Linked DNA regions of Gossypium hirsutum: region 2 is linked to region 1. A link is a contact called in public Hi-C data. All regions are on one chromosome and are shown on one strand. Each heading gives the region's core, a stretch centred on a gene start, on an enhancer-like site or on the middle of the called end of the contact. The rest is flanking DNA. Distances are from core to core; before and after follow the strand shown. Region 1 holds the start of LOC107952924. Region 2 holds the start of LOC107952934.

What was found. A called contact is a pair of places that touch in the nucleus more often than the background predicts.
Region 2: a contact with region 1 is called in a Hi-C map of leaf, with 1.9 times the contacts expected there. The contact joins the promoter of LOC107952934 here to the promoter of LOC107952924 in region 1. A contact is called at or near these places in 4 of 34 Hi-C or Micro-C datasets (callus, leaf and seedling).

Annotation. Positions count from the first base shown.
Region 1 is chrA07:33,663,004-33,668,603 of Gossypium_hirsutum_v2.1, reverse strand. It overlaps LOC107952924, which reads left to right and starts at 2,311. Exons shown (of 5, transcript XM_016888130.2): 1 at 2,311-2,465; 2 at 2,542-2,885; 3 at 3,260-3,422; 4 at 4,046-4,249; 5 at 4,832-5,587. The coding sequence starts at 2,850. The coding sequence ends at 5,235.
Region 2 is chrA07:33,932,726-33,938,325 of Gossypium_hirsutum_v2.1, reverse strand. LOC107952934 reads left to right here and starts at 3,159. Exons shown (of 2, transcript XM_016888140.2): 1 at 3,159-3,481; 2 at 5,548-5,600. The coding sequence starts at 3,308.

The sequences.
Region 1 (5,600 bases), core at 1,062-3,561:
TTAAGTGAAATTTGATGAATGGTTGATTCTATATGGAGAATGGCTAATTTGTAAAAATAGTAAAATTTGAATTGTCTTCTATGTTAAGAAAATGTAAATAAATTAGATATTTTAAATGCCCAAGTAGACAAAATGAGAACTAGTAGGATATAAATGACATGCCATTAGAAAAATTTCAATGCGCGCAAGTGATTGTGGCCCTATGGTGCAAGTGATAACGGCACTACGTTGCAAGTGTTTGTGGAACTTCAGTGCAAAGTGACATCCGTACATCCGTGCAAATAATAGTGACACTCCGGTGCAAATTACCAACAATTCCGCATATCATATATGTTCTATTGAGTTTACATTTGTGCAATAGAATTACAAGATAAGTGAACTTAAAAATGACATTGGTAAGTAGCTTGTCACTTGTTGAATTGGTACCTTACTATAGTTATTATTGAAACAAATTGTGTATGATGATAGTGATTCATGATAGTTATATATATATATGTTTATATATGTGTATGTGTAATGAATTAATTTCAAATGCAAAGTTTAATTCTTGATATGCAACTAAGCTCTCGTGAACTTAACGTATTTCTTTCAAATGCATAGGTAAAGATCTTTTGAAGCTTTAGAGTGAAGATCGATTCCAACTCATCTCATCACAATTCAAGCTTGGAAGAGTGTATGAATTCTAAATTTTTGGCTATAGCTTTTGGCATGTACATAGGAATATGTTAAGTATGTTTGTGGATGAATTCAATGGAAGAAATTGATGGTTTTTTATTTTCTTTGTAAATTTTGTATCAGGAACATGTTTGATGTTGTTTTAAGTTGAATGTTGAATTGGGTAATGTTTAAGGTTGGAATTTGGCATAAAAGAATGTTATGTTGGTTGAATTGGTTGATAGGAGCAATGTTGTGGAGTTATGAATAAAAATTGCATAAGTGATAGAGAGTAAAATGCTTAAGTTTTCAAAGTGCAGGATTGAGATCGCGAGTGGTACCATTGTGAGGTCGTGATGAGCTCAATTCAAAGAGTGACATTGTGACATGGAATCCATTAAGTTGCAACAAACACTTGATAGTTTGAACTTTACAATTTGGTCCCTAAACGACCTTCGTTCACCTTGGGAGCTTTCGTAATCTCATTTTAAGCTCAAATAAATGTCTAAACCATATTTTAAGCTTAACAACTTGAATTAAAAAAATGTTAAATTGATTTGGAGTGGTCGTAGTTACTTTGGTAATGAATGTGACATCTCAATATCATGACTCGACAAACGGGTCGGGTAAGGGGTGTTACAAATTGAACTGATTTTTTTAGCTTGGTTTGACAAGTCCGTAGCTGTTCGCGAGTCAACTAGTTTTTTTTTATCTCTCATCGGACTAGTACTCTAGCCGGTTCTTGGTCCAACCGATTTAGTTTGGTTAAGATAACATTGGATTTTTATATCATTTTTTTTTTATTTTTGAAATTTAAAGAGTTCTTATTTTTCATATTTTTTAAAAAAAAATATAAAATTTGCTAAATTTTTATTTTTTTAATGTGAAAAAATATTTTTTTCAAAAAAAATTGCATACTTTTAAAGGGTAATGACCAAATTGACAAAAACTGTAAATGTTGAGGGCTGAAATAGTTTAAAATTTTTAAAAATCAGTTGACCCACGAACTGACACAAACAATTTAAACCTGGTTAAAAAATCAATTGAATCGATTTTTATATTTTTTTAAATATTTTTATTTTTAATAATTTATTTGCTTTGAATTGGTCGAACTGGTAGTTGGAAACCAATCAGAGATCAATTCAAAATTGGTTTAACTGTTGATTTAATTGATTGTTAACTTGGTTTAACCAGCCTGTATAGACTCATAAGTTAATTGATTCTCAATGTAATCGATCAATTTAGATAACAATGAACTTTGGAAATTTTATATTCTTAAAATATTTTTCTTTTTTTTTAATTTAAAGAGTTTTTATTTTTTATAATTTTTTAAAATAAAAAAACTATAATTTTTAAAGTTTTAAGTTTTTATTTAAAATATGGAAAAATATATTTTTAAAATTTTATGTACTTTTAAAGGGCAAAGGTTAAATTGACAAAAAAAACTATAAATATTGAGAGTTTAAAAATTATTCTACCTTTGACACCGTTAACTTTAAGTTATTCTACCTTTAACACTGTTAACTTTAACGAAAAAATTAAATAGAGGAACCAAAATTTTTAAATTAAAAAAGTATGAAAACTTAATCTACTAAAATTAAAATATAAAAACTAAATTTTAAATTAAAAAAAGTTACAGAAATCTTTTGCACATTTAAACCTTTAAGGCATGTTTGGTTCGAAAGAATGGCTACTCTATTCCGTCTCTGCTCCATGAGCTACAGTGCACATTTGTTTGATTGAAATTTGACCGCCGAATCGCTATTGTGTGCGGGCTCTATTATGCGTAAACACTGCATATTGATTCAGAGGTCGGGCTCTGAATGCCTATTCAACGCCTCTCCTAATAGTTTTTTTATTTTATTTTATTTTATTTTTTTATTTCAGACAAAAATCTCCTCCCACTTCCACTCATCATTCAGACGAAAATGTTCTTGGGTTTTCCATAAAATGCATAGAAGACTCTCTTCTTGGATTTTGGGTGTGGCGAATTTGCGTGTGGTGGAACATATGGAGAAATAGATGTCGAAGGCGAAGCTTTCCAAAGAAATGCGCATGTCTCCCACCGTGCAGCCTAGCGATTGTGGGAATGGCGAGGCTCCGATCAATTATCAGCGATTGTTGTTAGTCTTCTTCCCTTCGCTGTTTTAAAGTTTTGCTTAATAGTCCTCAAGTTTTCGAGAAAATATTTGGGGATGAAGCAATCATGGATATTATCGGTTCTCTTGAATGTAAGTACTATATTGTTTGTTCGTGGATTTATTATTGGTGACTATTGTTGATTGAATTCAATGTCAAATTTGAAAATTTACTTATATTATTGGCACGATACTTCTTTATGCAAATAACCATTATATTTTGGGATTTTCTGAGAGTTCCTATGTTTCCTGTTTGTTTGCTTTCTCTTTTCAAGTGCATGGTTGTTTGTGTTATTTTTTAATTCAATTTCTAAATTATGGTCTTAGGGTTAGGAGAGCTGCAATTCAAATTCTAGAGTAGACTCTTTGATTACACAGATTGAGACAAAGCTTGAGTTCGATGTTTTTTTTTTTTTTTTGAATACCCTTGTTCTTCAATTTCTTTTTCTTTTTCTTTTGGTTTGCAGTTGAATCGTTCAAGTGCCGTATCTGCAAATACACCCTCCAAAATTTGTCATACTTTTCCTGGAAATGGAAGATGTCAAAGGTTAAGTTTCAAGACCAAAGCTGCGGGTTCAGTTGAAGGAAATGTACTTGACAAAGAATCAGCTAGTATCAGTGACAAGATAGGTAACTGCTTGCTGTCTCATTAGATATCTGATTTCAGGGAAAACTGTTTTGGAAGCCATGGTTTCTCTTAAACTATTTAGAGCTGAAATATGGAGAATGAAACTGGCATCAGTCCTAACCCTGTTATAATTCATCTGGCTTTTGAAGCATCTTTGAATTTTTTTTATTATTTAAAATCATCAAAGGAAATTAACATGTCATCTGTATTTCATTCCTAATTTGTTTATAACACAAGATGAATGTAAAATCTCTCTTTGGGTTATTTTGATGAGAATTGAATCCAAAACGCAGTTGCCTTGGTGCCGTAGTTCATAGTTTGCCACATTATGATGGACTTTACAGGAAAAATAAAGTGTATATTAATATTTGTTGCTTTCTCCTATATTTGATGCTTCTTCAATTTTGGATGGAATTACATTTAAGTATTGTCATTGATGTAGATTATGGAGTTGTTGGTATTCACCATGTTGGAATTCTATGTGAAAACCTTGAAAGATCGCTTGAATTTTATTAGAATATTTTAGGTATGTAATCTCTTTTCTATACTCATATTATAGATATTGATTTATTTTTGCAAGAAAGAAAGAGAGAAACTGAGCGTCTGCTTCTAAATGTTAAATTAGGTCTTGGAATAAATGAGGCTAGGCCACATGATAAGCTTCCATACAGAGGTGTTTGGTTGTGGGTGGGTTCTGAAATGATACATTTGATGAAACTTCCAAATCCAGAGCCCTTAATCAGAAGACCTGAACATGGAGGTCGAGACCGTCATGCCTGTATTTCAATTCGTGATGTATCTAAGCTGCAAGCAATCCTTGACAAAGCCGGTAAAATCTTTTTTTCCTTATTCCAGAGTCATCCATGTCAAGCAATATCCCATTGTTTGTTAATAATTTGCCTTGATGGCAGATTCTCATGCAATTCTGTAGGTTATAATTTGCCTTGTTTGCTTTCTCTTTGTTGTTTTTTCTCTGCTTATTTTTATTTGAATAGTCTGCCGAGTTGTTTCTATGCATGCACCAATTACGCCCTGCCTACTATATTGTTAAGACTCAAACTGCACTCTTTGCTCCATTTCAGTATTAAGGGGAAAGAAATTTTGTAAAATTTATTGATTTTATGATATATGTTTCTTTTGATTGAATGAATATAGCATTTAGGTTTCTTTTATTAGATGCAAACTGTAGATGCAAATTTGTTGTTGCTAAATACTTTGATGGGTGCTTCTTTCTCCAACTTAAGGATTCACCTTCTGTTCAATGTGTTTCTTCTCATTTTTCTTCTCATTGCTTTACTTTATTCAATGTCTATTGGTGTTAGTTTTATAAGGAGAGGAGAAAAAACTAACATTACTATTGTCACTTTCATTTATGGAAAAGGTATTTGAAAGAATGTTCCCATGTATGTAGGGGTTTATTTAAAGGGGTATAATGCTGCTTTGAAGAAGGAAATTCTTATACTTCCACATTCTCCTTGCCACTTCAAATTGGTTGCAAATGATAATGCTATTGGGAATGGGCTTGAAATGCTTGATGGTCATAAAATTCATAGGTCACAAAACTCACTCCGAATATCTGGTTCAGGAACCTCTTTAGGAGTAGTAAATTGGTCAACTCATGAGAATGTTGTTGTTGCACTTTCTTCTGAATTTCCTTGCCAAGAAGTTGAAGACTGCAATCATCAAGACAATAAAAAGGGCTTAGAATGTCTTCTTCAGGCATGGTTTCTTGCTCAACTTGATGCTATAGCTTCAAATGCAGGGACGGAAGTTAACACGTTGATTTTGGGGAGTGAAAGTCTACTTCACTTTTAGGTGACCATAAATGATTCTGGAACTTATGGACTTGTCTCATCTAATGGTTTTTCAGAGAAGAGAAAATAAGACAAAGGATTTGCCAATTGAAATTTCATACATATTGACCATCTCAGAGGAAACACTCCAAAGTGGACAAGTGAATGCATATGAACTTTCATTTTGATAACTTTTTGTGTTTGTAATATTTGGATGGTATAATGACGTGATAGAATGTCATTATAATGTTGTAATTTTTTTATGTTGTAAAATTTTGTAACATATAGATTATGACATATAAACTAATGAAATCATGTAACTTTTTGTTAATAGATGAATATTATGTTTAGATATGAAATATAATTTTTAAGTTATTTATTACTTCT
Region 2 (5,600 bases), core at 1,910-4,409, 270 kb before region 1:
ATGAAATAATATTAAAATAATTTTCCTTCTGGACTCGGATTTGTGGTCCCGAAACCACTGTTCCGATTTCACTGAAAACGGGCTATTACATTTATTATAGTATCAATTAGCAGAAAAATCTCAAAACTTACCCAAATCACGACCTAGAAATGTTTTTCCAGAATTCGCCTCTACGGCGTTAAAGAATACGTCACACGATATCATAGAATATGCCAAACAAACTTCATAGAACACGCCACAAAAGTATCACAGAGAATTACGTGTTTACTGTTCCGTCGGACTATCTCAGAGGATGCCATGGGGTTTCTCCCACATGATCTTATGCATATTTTCATGTTGTTATCTGCCAGTGCAATCCGCATCTTACTAGAGGCATCACCATGAGCATTTTCGTTGTTGTACAATGCCATGAGTCTCTGCCACATAGTCTTACACATTTCATCCTAATGTTGTGATCTGCCAGTCTAATTTACATATCATCAGAGGCTACACCATGAGTATTCTTATTGTCACTGTGATTTGCCTATTCGGTTAGCAATATACTTTCCCTTCCAGAGGCATCACAAATGGATGTTTGTTTAATATAGAATGCACTTATGTAGATTTGTTCACATACCTAATTGATTCACACACTCCCATATCAAAATTATCATGCATACTTACCACACATCATTTTATTTTCATTTATAGACATGCAACATCTTTACGATACTACAACCCATATATACTCATTAGTTTTTCGAGATGTTATCATCATAAAAATTTCTACTTGAACAGTTAACATGCAGGAGTTAAAATAAAGATTCACATGATACTTACCAATATTGTAGCTCGGAGTTTAAAACCCGATCATCCTTCCCAAACAACTGCAACAACTGCTCAAAGGAACATGGAATCACCATTAAAAACTCATTTACAAACAAATTTCTAACATCTCAATTACAGATGACCTCCATGCAGGGCCTTTTATTTATATCTTATTGTTTATATACTACATACATCCTTACTCTTTCAAAATCCTAACAGGCAGAGTTACCAAACTTTATCAAGTGGTTGAAACTTCCACCAATAATCCAAAAACCATAGTTTCCAGTTTAGCAAAGAAGAAGATAATATTTAAATATTTAATAAAGCTAAAGGGTAGAACGAAAGGAAGAAAAACATCCACACGTTCCCTTCTTACCACATATATATAATACCTCTTAGTGGATCTTGACAAGTGTAAAATACATACATAAATTGTCCCTTTAATATCCTACAAAAATCAAAGAGAGTATATAAAAAAGATTCGATGATAATACTATTTGACTAGTCAATCTATTCAGTTGACTCCTAACCAATCACATTACAGAACCCATCTTGCACATCTTTCGAGCACACTTGGTGTACCATACCTATGGCGATAACTCGTAAATGGCGTGGCCTTAAAGATACCTTAGCCTTTTATAGTTTTAACATACTTAGTAGGCATGTCATGCTCAACGAACATTCTGAAGTGTACTCTTCGCTTGTCATATTATTTCTTCAATTGAGAATAAGTCCTTAGATACTTCTATGGACGAATACTATATGTGCCAAACATCAATTCATTATAAGCTTGTGAATTGATAGACTAACTACCATAGTACGCCAAACCGACAACTTCACATCTACGTGCTTTCTTCTCGGATCCGCCAAATTTGAGGTGTAACACATTTAGTACTTAAACTTGACACTTTTTCTTAATTTGGTACCTAAATTTCTTTTCTTTTTTCTTTTTGGTCCAATTCAATATTTGGACTTGACATTTTTTTCCTAATTTGGTACCTAAGCTTTTTTCTCAATTTGTACCTAAACTTGTCAAACATTATACAAATTGCTCCAATATGCTAATAATGTTTTTTTTATAAGGTAGCAAAAATAACCAGTGTATGATTGACATGTGACAGATGACATGATTTTGTTCTAAATGTTCATTTACATTTAGTTCAATTTATTTAATTTATTTTAATGTTTTAATTTAACATAATGAATTTATTTTATTTTGGGGGGTTTTAAAACTCTTATTTTTCTTCTTCAATATTCATTTGTTAAGCATAACTCAAAGTAGCTTTTTTAACACAAATTTCCTCTATTTTTGATAATATTTTTATAGAATTGAGGGCTTTATAAAGATCAAGTCTCTTGAATCATTTCTGCCATTAACAGTCAAATTATTCTATGTCTTTATGAAAAGTAAAATTTTAATGAAACAAAGAAAACTCCAGATAAATGTAATAGTTCCTACCATTAAATTTCATGTCATTTGCTACATGTTGGTTATACACTAGCTACTTTTTTCCCCTTATAAAAATTGATACAATTAGTGTTTTGGATAATTTGTATAATATTTGATTAGTTCAAATACCAAATTGGACAAAAAAAAATTTAGGTATCAAACCAAGAAAAAATGTCAAGTTTGGGTACTAAAGGTTAGATTAAGCCTTATCTTATTCATAAATAATAAAAGGTTAATATACTGTTTGATACATAAATTTAGCTTCAATGTTCAATTCGGTATTTGAGTTTTTTGTCCCAATTTGGTACTTAAGTTTGACTTCAAAGTTCACTTTGGTACTTGAGTTTTTCTTTGTCCCATTTAAGTACCTAAGTTTGGTTTCAGTGTTTAATTAGGTGCTTGAGCTTTATTTTTTTGTCCTAATTAAGTACCCGTGTTTTTTTTTTACTAAAGTATACGTGTCAAACATTCATTGGGTTGTTTGGTCTAGGTACCAAATTGAAACAAAAATCTTAGATTTCAAATTAAATATTGAAACCAATCTCAAGTACCAAATAATATATTACCCCAATAATATAATATCTATACATTTGAGCATTCTCAAATTAAAATACTTTGAAATTTGAAATCAATTCAAAATTTAAGCATGGTGACAATGCAATTAACCCTAAAAAGAATTTATAATGCTTAAAGCCAGGTCCTTATGAGGTCCGTAAATCCCCAAAACCTGGCCTGCTTCCAGCCATGGGCTCGTACAGTTGTGAAAAGGCGAAAAGTTGGTCGACAAGCACAACAAAATACCGAAGCCCATTTACAAGCACAATGTCTCTATTTGCGAACCAGACTCAGCTGATCCTCGATCCTGGACCTTCCATTTGCCTCAGGTAACCCAAATATTCGTTCCTCTTTCGCTCTCAATCCTCGCCACTAAATTTTACTTCTTAAATTTCATTTTCTTTTGAAATATTTCAATCTTCTTACTGATCTAATTGCTTTACCGGTTAGACTTGTAAGAGTTTTCGATAGATCCGTCGAGTAAATTAAGAAAAAATGGGAGGAGCAGAACATGGAGGGCATGGAGCAGAGGATTTCAGGACGAAGGTGTGGAGCATGTCTGGTGGCCCATATTGCCGGCCCAAGCACTGGCGTCGCAATACTGCGATTGCTATGTTCGGCGTTTTCCTCATTTGTATCCCGATCGCCATGAAATCCGCCGAGCTCGAGGTGCTTAAGTCCCCATCTTTCCTCACTTTATTACTGTTTTTGATTGCTATTTAGAACGTATATTGCCCTAATTATATGAATTGCTAACTGCTAAGTGCTAAGTCTAGGTTTAACCCTTTTGAAAATCTAAAGATTTCGAACAATATAAAGTATTCATGCTAAGATTTCTGTTATGCATTTGCTGGATCCTAATGGAAATTGTATTATAGTTGGTCAGTACTAGTAGAGTCTTAATGCATATCATTTGGAATTAGATAGAAGGGATTGGTAAGGTGAGGCCTTAAATTAAATAGTTCGGTTTTAGTTTGTTTTGATATAAATGTTGGTTGAAGGTGAAACTTGAAATTTTATAAATAAATGAAGAGTAATTACTTACTATTCAGATACTTAGTTGAATGTTAGCTAGGTGTATATCACGGTCCTCTAATTATTATTTTCTACACTGTAGTCACAAAGCAAATGCTTTAGAAAGTTTTGAAGTCCATAAAAATTGCTGTCAGTTTCATAATAACCCATCAATGTTGTGCAAAAAATTGTTTTCCTTAGTAGCTGCTGGCTGCGTACTTTTATTCATAATGATGCAAGATTGCGGTTTGTTATTTTCTCAACTGGTAACTTGTAGTTTATTTCCTCTGTGGCATATATTCCCTGATCTTGTACGGGCAATATTGCAATGTTAGGATGTCAATTATCGTTCGCTACATGTTGAAGTGTCACTTCATCAAATGATTGAAAAGCCTGTAACCACGTCTTATCTCCTTTAAGCGGCCGCAATTTCATTATATCCGTGCTATGCTAAATTCTATTATTTCTAGTGGCATCTAGCTTTGCACTTATTCATTATTGAATCCCAATCTTCAAATGTTTGCCATTTTATGTAATAATCTAAGATTGCAGCTTCTTATTTTCTCATCTGTAAACTTGAAGTTGAATTCCTCCATAGCATTTACTCTCTAATCTTGTACTGGCAATACACCAATGTTAGAACTTAGAAGGCCTACTGTCCATCTTCATTCCGAGATGGTCAATTTATCATTCGCTAAATGTCACATTGTCACTTCATCCAATGATTGAAGCCTACCTCATTTTTATTGTTTTTATATGCATTTCTTATCTCCTTAAGTGGCTGCAGTTTCATTGTAACCCATTGATGCTATGCAAAATTCTACTTTCTCTAGTAGCTGCTAGCTTTGTACTTATTCATTATTGAATGCCGATCTTCTATTTACCAGTTTATGTAATAATCTAAGATTGCAGCTTCTTATTTTCTCATTTGTAAACTTGAAGTTAAATTCCTTCATGGCATTTACTCTCTAATCTTCTACTGGCAATGCACCAATTTAGAACTTAGAAGGTCAAGTGTCCATATGGCTTCCTTCCAAGGTGGTCAATTTATCATTTGCTAAATGGCACATTGTCACTTCATCAAATGATTGAAGCTCTTATCCTCATTTCTATTGCTTCTATATGCACTTCTTATCTCCTTAAGTGGCCACAGTTTCATTATAACCCATTGATGCTATGCAAAATTCTACTTTTTCTAGTAGCTGCTAGCTTTGCACTTATTCCTTAGTGAATGCCAATCTTCAAGTGTTCACCAGTTTATGTAATAATCTAAGGTTGCAGCTTCTTATTTTCTTGTCTGAAACTTGAAGTTGAATTCCTCCATAGCATTTACTCTCTAACATTGTACGGGCAATTCACCAATGTTGGAACTTAGAAGGTCAACTGTCCATATGACTTCATTTCAAGATGGTCAATTTAACATTCGCTAAGTGTTGCATTGTCACTTCATCAAATGATTGAAGCCCATATCCTCATTTTATTGCTTTGCATGCACTTCTTATCTCCTTAAGCAGCTGCATTTTCAACTAACCAAAACTCTGACTGGAGACAAATTGTTGCTTTTCTAACACCCAAGTTTCTACTCAATAGTAGAATGTAAATGAACGTAGCCATGATATCTACTAATTTTTGGTTAACTTCTTCAAAACTTGTACATCTTTATTTATCAGACAGCTTATATTCCCATGATACATTTAGCTAAAAGGTCATCTTTCTTGCAGCAAAGGCCTCATCAGCCCGTTCGTCCAATTCCTTCACAGCTGTGGTGCAAGAA